Linked DNA regions of Mus musculus: region 2 is linked to region 1. Evidence: chromatin contacts called from public Hi-C data. All regions are on one chromosome and are shown on one strand. The core of a region is the stretch at or near the end of the contact, and the rest is flanking DNA. Distances in the headings are between cores, read along the strand shown.

The links. Hi-C and Micro-C count contacts between places; a contact is called where the count stands out from the background.
Region 2: a Hi-C map of bone marrow-derived macrophages shows a contact between it and region 1, with 24 read pairs. The contact joins two enhancer-like sites. A contact is called at or near these places in 1 of 484 Hi-C or Micro-C datasets (bone marrow-derived macrophages) and 1 of 115 datasets of contacts at active chromatin or transcription factors (CD8 T cells).

What each region holds. Positions count from the first base shown.
Region 1 is chr2:131,980,232-131,984,056 of GRCm38.p6, reverse strand. No RefSeq gene overlaps it. Among named protein-coding and RNA genes, the nearest start is that of Prnd, 31 kb to the right of the region's middle. Within about 2 kb of position 1,321, at least 19 of the 459 cell types and tissues checked have an H3K27ac peak or open chromatin away from gene starts, as enhancers often do. A contact at or near this core is called in bone marrow-derived macrophages, where this site is marked.
Region 2 is chr2:132,178,665-132,182,674 of GRCm38.p6, reverse strand. All of the region lies in intron 2 of Gm14051 (a long non-coding RNA gene), which reads right to left. Among named protein-coding and RNA genes, the nearest start is that of Slc23a2, 36 kb to the right of the region's middle. Within about 2 kb of position 1,779, at least 48 of the 459 cell types and tissues checked have an H3K27ac peak or open chromatin away from gene starts, as enhancers often do. A contact at or near this core is called in bone marrow-derived macrophages, where this site is marked.

The sequences.
Region 1 (3,825 bases), core at 72-2,571:
CAGTCCCAACCCAACCTTTTCTCGGCCATCTTTCTCAATGGTTTACTTCAGCCATGTGCACAGCTCTAGCACTTTGTCATTGGTTCACTTCACCCATGCACACAGCTCTAGCACTTTGTCATTGGTTCACTTCAGCCATGCACACAGCTCTAGCATTTTGCTCACTGTCAGCTCCTTTCTCTATAGTGGAAGCTTCCAGAAAACACAGCTCTCTCTGTTTCGCTCACGGCTGTATTCCTTCTGTTCAAGACACCTTTCTTGCCTGTGCTGAAGGAATGACAGGTTTTCCCAATAGAATGAGTGTATGGCTACATATCTCTGGTAATTCATCCAAGGGTCGGTGGGATAAGAAACGAGCTTCCCTTGGTGGGATGGAATTCAAGTTATATGTTACCCTGGGGTGGAGTGCCAGATCTCTTCCTTTGGCTTCTGGGTAAGAATTTACCAGAGTTCTTTCTTATGATCTTCACCCCATCACACCTGTATCACCCAGCTCAGTTCCACTGTACCATCCTGGTACTTTAGTGCAGTGTCTCAGTGCTCTATGGTGACATCACAGGGCTAGACTGTGACATCACAATGCTCCATGTGAATTCACAATAATGAACTGTGCCATCACACTGCTGCGTTTTTGCCACCACAACATCCCACCCTGACAGCATTGCTGGATGGTGACATCACAGCGTTTATTGTTCTATAACAGTGTGCTACTGTGATATCATAATGTGGTATTGAGTTGTTACACTGCTCCTTTGTGCTATTATCATGCTATCCTTTGACATTAAAGTGCACCAGTGTGTCATTGTGACATCACAGTGCAACAGTGTTCCATGATAATACTGTATTGTGACATCATTATGCTGAATTGTGACATCTTGGAGCATTTCCCTCTGGAGATGGCATACAGTAGAAAGACCAAACATCTTTCTTGTTCTGTCTGGAGTTCTGGATGAAGGATGAGTGTCAGTTTATGTGTCTCTGGGGCACACTTCAACATCAACTTCTGTTCAGGCAGAGCCTTGGGCTGAGGTTCTCCCAGCATGCATTAGGGGAGGTCCTAAATAACTCATCTCCAGAGGGCACCTGTGGAGGCAGGACAGGAGACAGAAGCTCTAGGAGAGATTCAAGGTCATTGTCTATCCCGGAAGGATTTGGAACTAAGGGAAGATTGGCCTCTCTTCAACCTGGCTAGGTGGTAGCTTATGAAAACAAACAAAAACAAACAAATAAAAACTCCCTGCATCTTTCTGTGAGAGGGACTAGACATGGACCCTTGCCTGTCCTGGTTGATGTTAGGATGCCCTCTGGTGGTGACGATGACTGCATAACATCTGCTTCCTAGCTCTACCAGTGATGGGCAAAGTTAGCCTGTACAAGTGCCTGTGCGTGCGTGTGTGTGTGTGTTTGTGTGTGTATGTGTGTGATTTTTCGTTGTGTAGCCCAAATTGACGTGGATTCTAGGCTCTCATACTCATGATTGTAGCCTAGGTAGACCATGTCTTTTACCCTGATGTCCTTACTTGGTTTGTCTATTTGTCCCATACTATTTTGCATAAGTAAGGGGGAAAATGTGATAGCTTCCCACCTTGAACTATGCTTTCCTGAGTTCAGTGGGTTTGGACATAGTTTTTGACGTATTTCTGGTGCATTTTGCACTTCGGTATTTCCCCTTTCTTCTTTTGTTCATTCGTTCATTTGTTCATTCTGTCCTCCTTCTCCCGCCATCTTTTCCTTCCATGTTTCTTTTTTAAAAATTTGAGACAAGGTCACCTTGGATGGTCTGGAAGTCACTATACAGACCAGGTGATCTTGTACTCTCAGCGATCCACCTGCCTCTGCCTGAGCACGGGATTAAAGGCGTGCGTGCTAAGTCTCTCAGCTCTTTTGGTGTTTCCTGTGTCTGGATTCTCAGAATCAAATCTTGACTCCTTTAATGTGAGGCTGTGATCTATGCTGCCCACCTCCCTTTCTTCACTGACCTAATGTATGCAGCATTTATTCTTGTCTCGTGAGGGCTATGCAGAGACTCTTCATGCTGTTTTCCTCAACTGGCAGCAACTACTGCTCTCATTATTGGTTTTAGACTAAAATCCTCACAACCCTGAAAAGACTCAAGAATTATTGCAAAACCCCGAAGGCTGAGGGGATAGCTCACTATCTCTGCCTGTGCTGGACAGGCAGAGAGCATTGAACCTCTGTGACTTATTGGCCAGCCAGTTGAGCCTACTTGGTGAGGTCCAGACCAGTGAGAGACAGACACTGTCTTAAACAGAACAGTGGATGGCTTCCAAGGAAAGCTTAAGGAGAGACACGTGGGGTTGTCCTCTGGCCTTCATATGCACAGACTTGCACACTTGAGTACTCACATACGTGCACATGCGCATGCAAACACACACACCCCACAAGTTAATGATACTGCTCATTTATGAGTAAGCACCGGTACCCATGAAGAATGCTTTCAGTGTGGATGTTGGGTTCGGAGATGGTTGGGGACGTGGGCTCTGTCTTGTCAATCTCTAACTCCCTTAACTGTTCTTTGGCTTTGAGAAATTCAGTATCCTTCTATGCGGGGACACCGAAGCACAGACTATTCTCTTGAAAGGACCCTGATGTTGGATCTAGGTTCATCCTGACAGTTTCATATTATCCTACCTGTGTGGACCTGGCCTCCAAACACTCTCCTTTAGAGGAGCTGGGAGTAGTGAAATGTATTAAGATGCAGTGGGGGAGTGGGTGCCCCCACATTCGCCTATCCAGAAGTTCTGAACAGGGTATTAAACAAGAGTTTTAAATACATGTGGAAAACCCCCCATCTGCTGAACTCAGCCCTTGCCTTCTGAGCTGGTGCCTAGTTCGACAGTGATGTCACCTTTACTACATTCCCAGGCAAAGGCTTGCTCTCATAGTTGTCATTCCTCTGCACAGTACAGGAACTGCTGGGCCAGCTGCAACTTCTCCCCGGGGGGCCTCGGACTTTCCTCTGTCTCTGTGCTCGGTGGGTTTCCTTTCCGGCCAGCCCTAATCTTGCCAATATCAGGAAACAGTGACAAAAGCCGGAGCCAGGGTGTCCTTCAGCTGGCCCCCACATCGCCTTGGCGTGCTGGAGACTCAAGAACAATGGTGCTTGAGAAAGTCTGCCTTCTGTTTCCTCAGGACGGACACCTTCATCCTCACCTCCTGTTTGGGCTGAAGCTGTTTCCCTGGCAGAGACGACTGGCCGGCCACTGGAACTTTTGCCTTGAGAAATGAGGCTTCTCCATATTACCATATAAGCATAGGAGAAGGACTCTGTGCTGTGAACTGGGGAGATAGCTTGTGAACTTGAATTTCTCTGTGTAGTTTTAGGGTTTTTCATTCTTCAAAATAGGAGGACAGAACTCAAGGCCAGCCAAACCTTGCTCTTCCTTCTACATGTCTGTAGGAAGCTAAGGACCCCTACCCAATAGCTCTGTCAGATCTCCTTCAGCACTTCAGTCCTACCTGGGGACAACAGGAGAAGCCCCTGCCTGTCTCTGTCCCTGTCCCTGTCCCTGTCCCTGTCCCTGTCCCTGTCCCTGTCCCTGTCCCTGTCCCTGTCCCTGTCCCTGTCCCTGTCTCTGTCTCTGTCTCTGTCTCTGTCTCTGTCTCTTTGTCTCTGTGTCTGCCCCTGCTCTGTCTGGAGCCACTTGAAGCAGGCCAGAGCCACCCTACCCTGTGCAGCAGGCTTGCTGGTGGATAAAGTTCTCTTGCTCCTGGCTGGGGAGTCTGAGGTATGTTGTGCATTCTCTCAAAGGGGCCTCCTGCAGCTTGATACCATCCCTGCCTCCTCCTCTCTGTGCTCCCACA
Region 2 (4,010 bases), core at 530-3,029, 200 kb before region 1:
TCCTGGAACAGAACAGTGGGCCTTTGTGTAAACCACAGTTTTACTGGCTGAGGGGGATGAAATCATTTGCATAAACGTTTTACAAGGTGGGTGAGATAAAAAGATTTTAATTTATTGTCCTAAACTCAATTTTTATAGTATCTGACCAAAAAAAAAAAGACTCATATTTGATATTTTTATAACCATTCACATGGACACCACACTCACACTTGCCTGACTGCGCACACACACTAAAAATAAAATTCAACTTAAATATTTTATGATTACGTTTTAAAAACTTTATGTGTATGGGGGTTTTGCTTGCATGTGTGTCTGTGTTCCATGCGTGTGTCTGGCACCCGTAGAGGCTAGAAAAGGGCATCTGATTCCCTAGACCCGGAATTTTAAGCAGTTATGAAATACCATGTGGGTGCTGAGATCTAAATGTGAGTCCTCTGAAAAAGCAGTCATCTCTCCAGCCCCTAAATATTTAACGTCCATAGACCAGTGCAGTGCTCAGCCTCTGTCAGAAAAGCTTCTTTTTTACAATGAACAATAGTTGGTAGAAAGACTGGTCAAAGTGCTGAGAAATAAGCAGCTGTTGAGTGTTTGTCTCTAAAGATAACTTCTGTACCACCCTCTCCAAGGAGGGAACATAGGTAAGGGGGCAGAAAGAGCCATAGAACCAGGAGGGCTATGAAACTTTTGCCTGTGATGTGACCGCTGTAATCGTGAACATATAACAGCTATGGCTATATGTACAAGACATGCATGGCATCCCATCACTGATGGGGGAAGGGCTCATGAGGTCTCACTCTTCCCTGTGGTTGTTAGAAGAGGGGAAGTCATCTTCCCCAGTGCCACAGTCACTGCTAAATGGCTCTTGTAAATAACCCCCTATCCAAGATCATGCAAGCAATCCTAATTAAAACAGTGAGTTGCAAAAGTAAAATAAGAGGAAGACTAGCTGGGGAGAAGAAAGGGAAAGTAGGAATAGGAGGGAGATGGGAGGACTCATGGGGTGGGTGGGTAGCATCATATGTTATATACATATATGGAATCGCCAGCATTTTTAAAAAGTCAGAAAGGGTCTCATTGTAGAGACTAGGGTGGCTTTGAGCTCGATGATCAACCTGCCTCTGATTCCTGAGTACTGGGATTAAAGGCCTGTGCCAGCATGCCTGGCTCTCACTTTTTAATATATATCTTATTTATTAAAAAAAAAACTTTAATTAGGCATGCCTGGCTCTCACTTTTTAATATATATCTTATTTATTTTAAAAAAAAAACTTTAATTAGGCATGGTGGCATAAGCCTTTAATCCCAGTACTAGAGAGACAGAGACAGTTGGATCTCTGTAAAGTCAAGGCCAGCCTGGTATACATATACATAGAAAATTCTAGGCCAGCTAGGACTAGTAAGACTCTGTCTCAAAAACAGCAAAACAAAACAAAACAAAATAAAACAAGATGTTGTCTTATCAGGACAGCCATTACTCACTCTCTCTCTATGATGCAGCCTAGCTCAAGGACAGCAAGGAGGACCAGCTGCTCAGCTTCTGGGACTCTATACTCTGGGACCATAGAGTATGCCTTTAAGAACAAAATGATCTATGCTATACCAGCTCCAAGGATTCTATCAGCAAGAAGCAAGGATCAAGGATGAATTATGAGCAAACTTCTAGGAAGAGGCCAAGGACCACTGCACAATGGCAGAAAAATTAGGTGATGTACTGTCATCTCCCTGAAGGGCAAGCCTTTGTGAGCCACTTCCTGCTCTTGCCTGAATCATTTAGTACTCCAGTCTTCCTTTTTGGTGTTGCAAGTTGCCCACTTCCTCCACACTAGATAGGCTGATGGAATCTTAGCAGGGGACAGACAATCCCTTTACCTTAGTTGCAAGACATCACTCCCACATCACAAACTACTCCCCTCCCACCATCTCTGAAGGTTCTGGCCCTCCCAAACTGCTTTTGATCTTTCTGTTGTTCTTAGGTTGAAGCAGAACCAACTCCCTTCAGCCACCCAGTTTGTGGGAGGGGTTTAACACCACTCCTACTCCACATCAGCCGTTCTCCATCCTGTGCTGTCAACATCTAATTGCAAAAGTAACTATGAGCTTTTCTGTTTTATGTGTAAATGGAATGTTGTGGAAATGACCCTCTTGGAGCCAGCTAGTTCTGCTTCCTCTTTCCTTGGTCTTAGCTACTCACAGAGACAGGACCAGTAAGGGACCTATGATAAAAAAGAAAAAATATATAATAAAAATAAAATAAAAAGGCTAACAAACACATAGGGAAGACAAATGGGTCAGATAAAGAATCAACTTATAACTAGTAGGATACGATAGATTTTCGGTAGATAGATGGTAGACAGATTTTTGATTGGCTGATTGACTGATCAGTTGGTTGATTTTGTTGGGGTGGGGAACACAGCAGCATCCTGGGTAAGTTTATGTGTACCATGTGCATGAAGGTATCTGAGGAGGTCAGAAGAGCATGAGATCCTCTGGGACTGGAGGGAACCAACTGATATGGGCACCATGAAGTGAATCCAATTTTCTGGAAGAGTAGCAAGCACTCTTAACTGTTAAGCCATCTCTCAAGCCCTAGTTTCTATATTTTAAAGAATTCTTGCTGGGCAGTGATGATGTATACCTTTAATTACAGTACTTGGGAGGCAGAGACAGGAGGATCTCTGTGAGCTTGAGGCCAGGCTAGTATACAAAGGGAGTTCCAGGACAGACACACTGTCTGGAAAACCAAACAAACAGACAAAACAAACAAACAAACAAACGAATTCTCCTTTCCCATTGTTCATCTCAGACCCAGCTGACCTGTGGGCTTTCAGACCATCGCCAACCTTGAGCGCATCTTTCTTAAGGTGAAGCCAGATGGCGGGCAGCGCAGTCTGAGGGGCCAGATTATCAAGTGCTTTGAGCAGAAGGGATTTTGCCTAGTGGCCATGAAGTTCCTTCATACTTCCGAAAAATACCTGAAGCAGCATTGCACTGACGTGAAAGACTGCGCACCCTCCCCGTCTGGTGAAGTACATGAACTGTGGCAGCCATGGATGGGAGGGGCTCAGTATGGTGAAGACAGGTGAGTCTTGCTGCATGATGCTGGAAGCAACCAATCCAGCTGATTCTAGGCCAGGCACCACGCCCACTAAAGTAGCACCTCTCAGTGAGTATACTTAGATCCTGATCTTGTTAGAAGGCAGATGTTGGCTTGAGACCAGGGTGGGACGGGAGGTTCTGCAGTCTTATTAAACAAGAGGAGTGGGGCTGTAGCTTCCAGTGGCCCGTTCCTAGAAGCAGTGATCTAGAAAACTCTGTCCAGGCCCCCAAAAGTAGAAGAAGTGTGCCCTGCTCACTGAGTGTGAGACACAGATATGGAGTTACACAGGCCAGCGCCTGTGGTTTTCCTGCCTATTTTAGGACTTGTTAGAAGCCTGACCTGGCCTAAAAACCTTCTTTCATCTCTCCCCAGCTGCTGCTAGTGGAGATTTTTAAAAATCTCCCCTTTTTAAACCTCCCCCCTGACTACCTTTTTATCACCCAGGTTGACTTTCAGTTTTTATCTTTTCAGCCTTTGTAAAGTTCACTCTTCTGCCTCCCATGCTCGTCTTAAAAATTCTTCGCCTGCTTTGGAAATGTTTAAGCTCTAGTTTTACCCTGCCTTTTCCCTCTCCTGCCTTCTCTGCCTCCCGTGTGCATGACCGTTGTTTGCCCTCTTAATTTTACAGACCCAGAACTGTTTCCAATCTGTTTCCATAATCTCCCCCCATTCCTCCCCCTCATCTATTTTTGTGTTATTTTCTTTCCAAATCTTTATAATCCTGGATGGCCTGGAACTCACTATGCAGATTAGGCTAACCAGCCCCCACCTGCCTCTGCCTCCCAAGTGCTGGGATTATACCACCCAACAAGGCCTATTTCCCAACACTCTTGATATGACCCTCATTAGTTTAATTCACTGACTAAGTGACTCCCAAAGTCACAGTGTGACTGAGGTAGTTGAATAGGTATGG